Linked DNA regions of Ovis aries: region 1 is linked to region 2. The links are chromatin contacts, called in public Hi-C maps. All regions are on one chromosome and are shown on one strand. Each heading gives the region's core, a stretch centred on a gene start, on an enhancer-like site or on the middle of the called end of the contact. The rest is flanking DNA. Distances are from core to core; before and after follow the strand shown. Region 1 overlaps IRAG1 (inositol 1,4,5-triphosphate receptor associated 1). Region 2 has its middle 17 kb from the start of CTR9.

Region 1 (4,840 bases), core at 1,584-4,083, 100 kb after region 2:
CTGCTGCCAGAGACCCGGGGGACTGCTGGACCCAGCAAAAGCCAGGCAAGTCTGCTGTTCCAGTCAGCTTGCATGAAAATTGCAAGGAAGCTCCAGCCCCTAGTTGGGGCTCTTTTTGGGGGTCACCTGGAAAATTTCATCTTGGCTGGTGAGCAAAAGAAGAGTCCCACACCTGCTCAGAGTCAACTGCTCAAGGTGGTGTCAAGGGCAGAAGAGAATATAATCTCATCTATTAATAGAACTGGGTCTGGGATAGAGTCCTCTATTAGAGTGTTAGCGCACACACAGGACAGCCACACAAATACCCACACAGACCCACATGCGCCTCACAAAGCAGCTTTCCCTGGGAAATGAAAGAATATAGAATCTGAGAACTTCTGAACAGTAAAATATCAGCTTTGCAAGAATCACCTCATTCATGATCTATAGCCTCTTTGGGTTCATAGAACTCTGAGAAATTGTTGAAAGCTGCGGATTCTCTTCCCAGAAGAAATATATACAGCCCATGAACAGCACATATACATTTGCATAAAATTTCAGGCAATTTAGGACTTCCCTGGTGGCTCAGATGGTAAAGCGTCTGTCTACACTGCGTGAGACCTAGGTTCAATCCCTGGGTCAGGAAGATCCCCTGGAGAAGGAAATGGCAACCCACTCCAGTACTATTGCCTGGAAGATCCCATGGATGGAGGAACCTGGTAGGCTAAGGTCCATAGGGTCATAAAGAGTCAGACACGACTGAGCAACTCCGCTTTCTCTCTTTACAAACCTGATGGGAAATCTGAGGCCCTAAGAGTTAAGGGCCTTGCCAGTTAAGGGCCTTGCCAGGCAGAGTCAGGGCTAGAATCTGGGGCAGTTGAGTCAAAGCCAGAACTTGTGACTGCCCCCATGCTGCCCTCCGTTCCACTGTCCTCTGCAGCTCATAACCCTCGAGAAGTTCTTGGCAGGTTTTGAAAGGCAGGTCCCTTGTCCTGTCTGTTTTATAAACCTCAGGCTTGTTTGTAGGTTCTCTTTACTGGCTCAGATGTGACTTTGCAGTCCTCCCTTTCTACCCAGCCCACCCCCTACATGTAGTCCCCTTAGCAGGGTCTGTGGGGTAGAGCGAACTCGCCCTTCTTCTCTCCAGCCTGCCTCCGGGGTCCCAAATTTACCTTGTCTCTTTCAGAACGTCCTCAAAGGGCTAGCTGACCGGAAGCAGAATGACCAGAGGAAACTGTCTCAGGGCAGGCTGACTCCCCGCTCTCCCACAGTTGAGAAGTCCAGAGAAATTGCAATAGAACAGAAGGAAAACTTCGATCCCCTCCAGTGCCCGGAGGCCATACCCAAGGGCCCAGCTTCTGGCCCAGGCAGTGGTGGGAAGATGGCCCTTAACAGCGCCCAGCCTGGCCCTGTGGAGAGCGAGCTGGGAAAGCCACTGGCAAAGACAGCCAAGGAGGGCAACCCTCTGCCCAGAGGTCCAACCCAGGGCCCTGGGGGGGTGGCTCCCCAGGCCCCCCAGGGGAAGAGTACAGTCGGAGAGCCCACAGGGTCCAAGGTTGGCTCCAAAGCTGAGCTGTGGCCCCCGACGTCCCGGCCACCCCTGCTGCGGGGAGTGTCCTGGGACAGCGGCCCCGAAGAACCCGGCCCCCGGCTGCAGAAAGTGCTGGCCAAGCTGCCGCTGGCTGAGGAAGAGAAGCGTTTTACAGGCAAAGCTGGCAGCAAGCTGGCCAAGGCGCCCGGACTCAAAGACTTTCAGATACAAGTGCAGCCTGTGCGGATGCAGAAACTGACCAAGCTTCGTGAGGTGGGTTTCTGGGGCCTCCTGGGGTGGGCTGTGCATGCAGGTCCCCACCCTGGGCTGAGGACCACTGGGCTGAGCTGGGGTGGCTCTGGCCCAGACGTGGGCCTTGTAGAGCCCTAGATGTCCTCACCCTGATAAGCCAGGCCCACTGGGCTGTGCACTCGGCGTAAATAGCATCTTTGAGGGCATTTACCCGCTCACTTGGGTGAGGTCAGTTGGGAAGTAGCTGCCACACAAAGCCACATTTTGAGGGGAAAGTGGGTGTATGGAAGGGCACATGGCCCCTCAGTGCTGGACTGTGTTTCCCCGCTCCAGCCAGAGCTGATGCCTTATGAGCAAGGAGCCTTTGATGGAGCGCCCTGTCACAGACAAAGATGGGATGGCTTTTCTTTCCGTCATGCCCCCAAGCTTTCCTCCCTGGTGCTTGTTAAAAAAAAGGGCCTCAAATCCAACATTCCCAGCCAGGAAGGGCTACTCCCTCTTGGTGAATTTCTTCCAATATCCATCATGTCCCCAGCTTTCACTGGCTATCAAACCAGACACAACTGTCTGTCATGAGGCTGCCGCCCTAACCAGGGAATGACTGGGGGGTATCCAGAGATGGGGGGAGAGAGCCCTGGATGTGAGGAAGAAAAGAGGTTACTAAAAGAAATCCTTTCCTGAGCCCTCCTTCCCCAGAGGGCCAACCCAGACCACAGGCCAAGGCAGCCAGGACTCCACAGGGTGGAGTGACACCAAGGAAGCCAAACGGTCAGGCATTTGCCTTCTTGGGCTTCTGGGCGTCAGAGGCCAGGCCCAGGCAACAGGCCATCCCCAGACCCCTGCATGTTTCTCTCTGCAGCAAAGTAGAAAGAATCTGGAAGCCTCATTTCACTAACCACTGCCCTGCCTCTGACCTCATCCCCAGCCCCCACCACTGCCCCAAGCCAGGGTCCTGAGAGTTGCTTGGTTGTGGGCGGCTGGCTAAAGAAACAGGTAAAGGGCGCTGGCCTGTGGCTTCCATCTGGGCCAGAGCTCCCTCTGCTGGCCTCTTCCTCTCCTTCATCCAGGAGGCAAACCGCCCAAGCGGCCTCTGCTACAGGGACACTGAAAACCCTCTTAGAAAGCACAAGTCCCAGGGCCAAGGAGCCCTGTCTGGTAATTCCTCTTCGGGGCGCTGGTCTTGGACTTGGTACAAGTGTGAGGCCTTCTGTGACATACCTGGAGTCAGCAGCCCCATCTCTCCCCAGCTCCTCTGGTGAGGCCCCCAGCAGCAGGGGCTGCTGGCTTGCTGCCTTGGGGTGGCAATCGGCAGTCCTCACTTGTCTGGAGAGTTTTAACATCTCAAGAGGTGCCATCACAGGCCACTGAGGAGCTGGGGGCAGGAGAGGACACAAGTCCCAGAAGTGGGCACTCACTGCCCAAGAACAACAAGGCAGGAGGCTCCAGCCAGCTCAGAGCACAGCCATGAGATCACAGAGATTGTTTCCATCTTTGGCAGCTCCGTATACACCCAGGGGACCTTCCTTTCCCCAGAGCCCCGGGCTCTGCTTCTGTTTGTCCTCCAGCCTTCAGCCACTGTGTGGCTGGCAGCTCTCTCGCCCTGAAGCTCACAGGCCGATTTTAAAAGGCAGCCACACCAAGGACAATTCCTGACTCAGGGAAAGGGGAGCTGAAGCTGGGGTTTCTAGCACCTTCACAGGCCGGGAGGGAAGCAGTCTTCCTACTGCCCCGCATGTGTCCTGACTACCCATGTTCCCAGGGTCTGCTCCGTGAGACCGAGCAGGCACAGAGCATGGAGCGGGAGGGGTCCAGCCTGAGGTCACCGTCTGAAATGCTGTCTGTCTTTCCCTAAAAAGGAGCACATCCTGCTGAGAAATCAGAACTTAGTGGGGCTCAAGCTTCCAGAACTTAGTGAAGCGGCCGAGCAGGAGAAAGGTAGGTGGGATTGAAGAGACACTCTCCTCAGGCTAGGGCTGGGTTCATTTTCTCCGGATCAAAGAAGCTGAACGTGTAAACACCGCACTTCCTGTCAGGGCCTTTGTCCGCCCCGGTGGCCAGTGTGGGCCGGACGCCGAGCAGGCCCTTGCTAAATATTTGCAGATGGGTGAATGAATGAATCAGATGGTGTTTCCTGCTCCCTCAAAGAACCTCTAAACTTGCCTCCTTCCAACCAGCCCCTGTTCCAGATCCTGCCAGTCCTCCCTGAGTCTCATTAGCACCTAGTGGGTCTGGAACCGTGACCCAGGCCTGACCTTTTGATGCTTCCTTTTCCTTTTCCTCTCACACCCAGGATGTCACCAACTAGAACAGTTCCTCTTTTTGAGACATTAGAGTCATCACTTGCTTTCTAATCTGCAGTCACCACAGAGTCCAGACCCCAGCCCCTCCTGCCTGGGGACTGCAAGGCCCCACCCACCCTCTTGCCAGACTTATCTTCAGAAAGGGAGACTTGGGAGGGAGGGGTCTTTCCTCCCCTCCACCCCAAGCTCCCTCTCCTGACTTACCTCTCCGGACGGCTGATGGCTCATTCAGTCATTCTCAGCACAGAAGCCTTCTGCTTGAGGATTGCTGTGTGTTCATGTCCATGGTGCCACCAACCGTGTTGGAAGCCCCCAGTCTGACATAGGGGTTTCCCAGGTGGCGCTAGTAGTAAGGAACCTCCCTGCCAATACAGGAGGCGTAAGAGACATGGATTCAATCCCTGGGTCAGGAAGACCCCTGGGGAAGGGCATGGGAATACACTCCAGTGTCCTTGTCTGGGAATTCTCGCGGACAGAGGAGCCTGGCAGGCTACAGCCCACGGGGTTGCAAAGAGTCGGACACGATTGAAGCAACTTAGCACACAGTCTGATGTATAATAACTAACACCTACCTATTCAGCATTGACAAGAAGATTCACAGAAGTAAAATATCCAGTAATTTTTAAAAGAACTAATTTTTAAAAAATCATCTTTCGATGAGATCTTTGGAAAAAATATGATATAATCTCTACTTTTAATTTCTAACTTCTTTATTAAAGCAGATCTAAAACCCTAGGAAAAGATTTATCTTGAAATTTTACCCACAACCGCATAAATT
Region 2 (4,522 bases), core at 1,092-3,591:
GCTCAGTCGTGTCTGACTCTTCGCGACCCCATGGACTGCAGCCCACCAGGGTCCTCCACCCATGGGATTTTCCAGGCAAGAGTACTGGAGTGGGGTGCCATTGTCTTCTCCGATTGTAGGTATAACCATATCTAAATTTTTTGCTATGTGAAAGGATATGTGCCTTTTAAATTTTGGTATTTATCAAACTTACCTGCAGTAAGAATCTGTATCAATTTGCGCCCTCCTTTCCTTAAAAGTGAATGAGAGTGTTGTGTGCGTGTGCTCAGCCGTGTCAAACTCTGTGGCCCCCACGGACTGTAGCCACCAGGCTCCTCCGTCCACGAGATCTTCCAGGCAAGAATACTGGAGTGGGTTGCCATGTCCTTCTCCAATGCATGAAAGTGAATTCCTCCTCCAGGGGATCCTCCTGACCCTGGGATCAGACCCACAGCTCTTGCATCTCCTGCACTGGCAGGCAGATTCTAGACACTAGAGCCACCTGGGAAGCCAGAGTATTAGTTTCTTCATATCCCTCCCAGCATCTGAAAAGTCCTGTACCTGTTTGATAAGGAAAGAAAAAAAAAGTTTTCTTGCCATTTTGACTTGCATTTGTTTAAGCATGCGTGAATTAGAGCATCTTTCCAAACGTTTATTGTCTTTTGAATTTGCTATTTTCTATGAACTTTTTGTATCCTTTGCACACTTTTCTATTGAGCTGTTTTTTAAAATATTCATTTATATCAGTTCTATCTAAGTTAAGAAAAAGAGTTCTTTGAATTTGTTTTCCCTGTTTTGAAACAGCCTTTCATTTGAATTTCAGTTTCTGTCATTATTTTCCTTTTTTTTTTTCATTCCAAAGTTACATTGCTATCTAGAGAACTTGACTAATTTTTCCCCATATAGTTGCTAGATTTCACAGTCTTTTTAGAAAAGCCTCTGTTTTAGATTAGCATTTAGTTCCCCACTCCAGTACTCTTGCCTGGAAAATCCCATGGACGAAGGAGCCTGGTGGGCTGCAGTCCATGGGGTCGCTAAGTTGGACAGGACTGAGCAACTTCACTTTCACTTTTCACTTTCATGCATTGGAGAAAGAAATGGCAACCCACTCCAGTGTTCTTGCCTGGAGAATCCCAGGGACGGGGGAGCCTGTTGGGCTGCTGTCTATGGGGTCGCACAGAGTCGGACACGACTGAAGCGACTTAGCAGCAGCAGCAGCAACATACTTTTAAGGATAATTTCTGAGTTATTTTTTACAGTTCATATTTGATATATCAGAATTGGATATAAGGAATAAGATCCCAGCTTTGTTTTTATCTCAATGTATACAGACAAGTTGTGCCATCACTATTTATTTTTATTCGCTAGCCTCTTTTCCCCAGCATTTTGAAGTCTCACTTTTCCATCTTTACAGTAAATTCCCTTGTGCATTAGAGTCTATGTCTTACTTTTCTTTGGCTTCATTAATTTATTCTCATATCAAACTGCTTTATTAATTGAAGGTTTGAAATATATTTTGATACCATACAGAACTAGAAGTGGACATGTTTTGGACAGGCTAAACAGAGAAGGTCTTGCTGGTGGGTGACATTTAGGCTGACATTTGAAGAATAAGAAGTAGCCAGCTTCATGGAGATGAAGGCAGAAACATTCAGGGTAGAGAGAGCTACATATCCAAAGGTTGGGAGATAGAAAACAGCTTGGCTTATTTGAAGAAGCTATTAAAAAAAAAAAAAAAAAGACCAGTGTGGTGAGCACAGCAAACACAGAAGAGAAGGATATGAAGGGGTTGGAATAATAGGCCACATTTTGTTGGAGAGCTTGGTTTTGTCCTCAGTATAAAGGGGTGCACTTAATGGATTTGAAGTAGAAAAGTGACATGCTCCAGTTTCCCACTATATGACATTGTCACTCTTGCTGGAGACTGGGAGGAGTCGAAAAAAAGTTGCTGCAAAGAAGTGTTGTTTCCTCTTCACGCAAGTAGCTTCTCCTTATTATATTCTATCCCAGCATCTTATTTATTCCTTTTTAGGGTAGTTTCTCTCTTAGTCCTTTTTGTGTCCTTAGGGCTAATATGGATTTTAGCAAGTAGCCTGCAATCAATTTTTGAATCATGAATGAATGAATAAGTAAGCCCTTTCGATTTGCATCCTGGCCCTGTGGAGTGAGAGTTTTAAATCCCATACACGTTTTTAAAAATTAATAAAGCATTTGAGTAGCGATGGGTGGGTTAGATATTGGTTAGTTATATTCCAGCGGCCAGACTGAAGAGGATTCATATTTTAATAGAGTTGGTCCCTGGTTGCTAGTGAACTCCAGGGCTGTGTAAGCAAAGTCCCAGCAGAGGGCAGTAGAGGGCCGCACAGGGTTGTGGTTCTGCTGGATTGGCCTGGCCCCGGGGCGGTGATGGGGGTGGCTGGGCAGCAGACTAGGCAGCTAGACCCCACCCCAGGCTGAAGCTTAGGAAAAAGGTGACGAAAGTCGCCGGTCCTTCATGGGAGCCTAAAGTGCGCTGATGAAGAGCGTGAGGCCATATTTCTGTGTTTAGACTGTGCTGCTTTTTATCACAGTATAATGAAGCTGATTCACTGTCGCCCAGTTGCTGCTGCGAAGGGCGGTCTCCCAGCGCAGGGATGGGGGAAAGGGGAGAGAAGGAGAAAGGAGGAGGGAGGAGGAGGAAGGGCCCTGAGGTGAAATGGTGAGCACAGATGGAAATTTTGGCCTGGGTCGCACAGAGTCGGACACGTCTGAAGTGACTTAGCAGCAGCAGCAGCAGCAAGGGAACAGGTTTCCTGGAGACTGTTCGGCAAAGCAGGGAATGAGACGTGTCTCAGTCACAGCACGAGCTGGGAAGGAGCAAAGGCAGACAGCGCTTTGGGGTTAACAGGAGGTCATTATTGGCTCCTCAGTGGACATTGCCAGAAATAACTTTGAATAATTCTTATGCTCTCTGACGGAGAAGGCAATGGCACCCCACTCCATTACTCTTGCCTGGAAAATCCAATGGATGGAAGAGCCTGGTAGGCTGCAGTCCACGGGGTCGTAAGAGTCGGATAGGACTGAGTGACTTCACTTTCACTTTTCACTTTCATGCATTGGAGAAGGCAATGGCAACCCACTCCAGTGTTCTTGCCTGGAGAATCCCAGGTGGGGGAGCCTGGTGGGCTGCCGTCTATGGGGTCGCACAGAGTCAGACACAACTGAAGCGACTTAGCAGTAGCAGTAGCAGTATGCTCTCTGAATTGACTGTTTTTCCTTTTTGTTAGTATAGTTTTCAAAATTTGCGACCTCTCATCTGTACTTAGGGGTAAAGGATTTTGTACACAATTGGCCAGGGGAGGGGGGGCGGGCAGCATTGTGCTCCTTAGCTCTCATCAAGATGGTAGCAGCAGAGGTCAGAGTAACAGGCCCCAAACAGAAGCAGCACTTAATCTGGACCTGCCTGGCAACTCAGATGGTAGCGTCCACTTGCAATGCAGGGGACCTGGGTTCAGTCCCTGGGTGGGGAAGATCTCCCAGAGAAGGATACGGCAACCCACTTCAGTATTCTTGCCTGGAGAATCCCAAGGACTCCGGTGGGCTATAGTCCATGGGGTCAGGGTCACAAAGAGTTAGACTGACAGCAACTGAAGGACTGAGTGAGTTTCACTTAACCTGGACACTTGGATTTCTCAACACACACATTTCGCATACACACATATATACACAATCGCATAGCATACATACACTTTAAATTTTTCCAGTTTTATTGAAATATGATTGACATATTTGTTGTTCAGTCACTCAGTTGTGTCTGACTCTTTGTGACCCCACAGACTGCAGCACGCCAGGCTTCCCTGTCCTTCGCTGTTTCCCAGGGTTTGCTCAAACTCACATCCATTGAGTCGATGATGCCATCCAACCATCTCATCCTCTGTCGTCCCCTTCTCCTCCCGCCTTCAGTCTTTCCCAGCATCAGGATCTTTTCCAGTGAGTCGCCTCTTCCCATCAGGTGGCCAAAGTATTGGAGGTTCGGCTTCAGCAGTCAGTCCTTCCAATGAATATACAGGGTTGATTTCCTTTAGGATTGACTGGTTTGATCTCCTTGCAGTCCAAGGGACTCTCAAGAGTCTTCCCCAGCACTGCAGTTCAAAAGCAACAATTCTTCGATGCTCAGCCTTCTTTATGGTCCAACTCTCACATCCAGTACATGACTACTGGAAAAACCATAGCTTTGACTATATGGATCTTTGTTGGCAAAGTGATGTCTCTGCTTTTTAATATGCTGTCTAGGTTTGTCATAGCTTTTCTTCCTAGGAGAAAGCGTCTTATGATTGACTGTATAAGTATATAGCACTGTATAAGTTTGGGTCTTCCCAGGTAGCTGTAGTGATAAAGAACCTGCCTGGATTGTTCCCTGGGTCAGGAGGATCTCTTGATGGAGGGCATGGCAACCCATTCCAGTATTCTTGCCTGGAGAATCCCATGGACAGAATCCCTGGTTGGCTATAGTCTATAGGGTCACAAAGAGTTGGACACAACTACAGTGCCTTAGCACGCATGC

What was found. A called contact is a pair of places that touch in the nucleus more often than the background predicts.
Region 1: a Hi-C map of liver shows a contact between it and region 2, with 6 times the contacts expected there. The contact joins two enhancer-like sites. A contact is called at or near these places in 5 of 16 Hi-C or Micro-C datasets (blood, hypothalamus, liver and 2 more).

The regions. Positions count from the first base shown.
Region 1 is chr15:41,762,343-41,767,182 of ARS-UI_Ramb_v3.0, forward strand. IRAG1 (inositol 1,4,5-triphosphate receptor associated 1) reads left to right here. Exons shown (of 19, transcript XM_060399908.1): 7 at 1,166-1,783; 8 at 3,619-3,697. The coding sequence starts at 1,361. Among named protein-coding and RNA genes, the nearest start is that of LYVE1, 54 kb to the right of the region's middle. Within about 2 kb of position 2,834, at least 13 of the 54 cell types and tissues checked have an H3K27ac peak or open chromatin away from gene starts, as enhancers often do. A contact at or near this core is called in liver, where this site is marked.
Region 2 is chr15:41,658,595-41,663,116 of ARS-UI_Ramb_v3.0, forward strand. No RefSeq gene overlaps it. Among named protein-coding and RNA genes, the nearest start is that of CTR9, 17 kb to the left of the region's middle. Within about 2 kb of position 2,342, at least 20 of the 54 cell types and tissues checked have an H3K27ac peak or open chromatin away from gene starts, as enhancers often do. A contact at or near this core is called in liver, where this site is marked.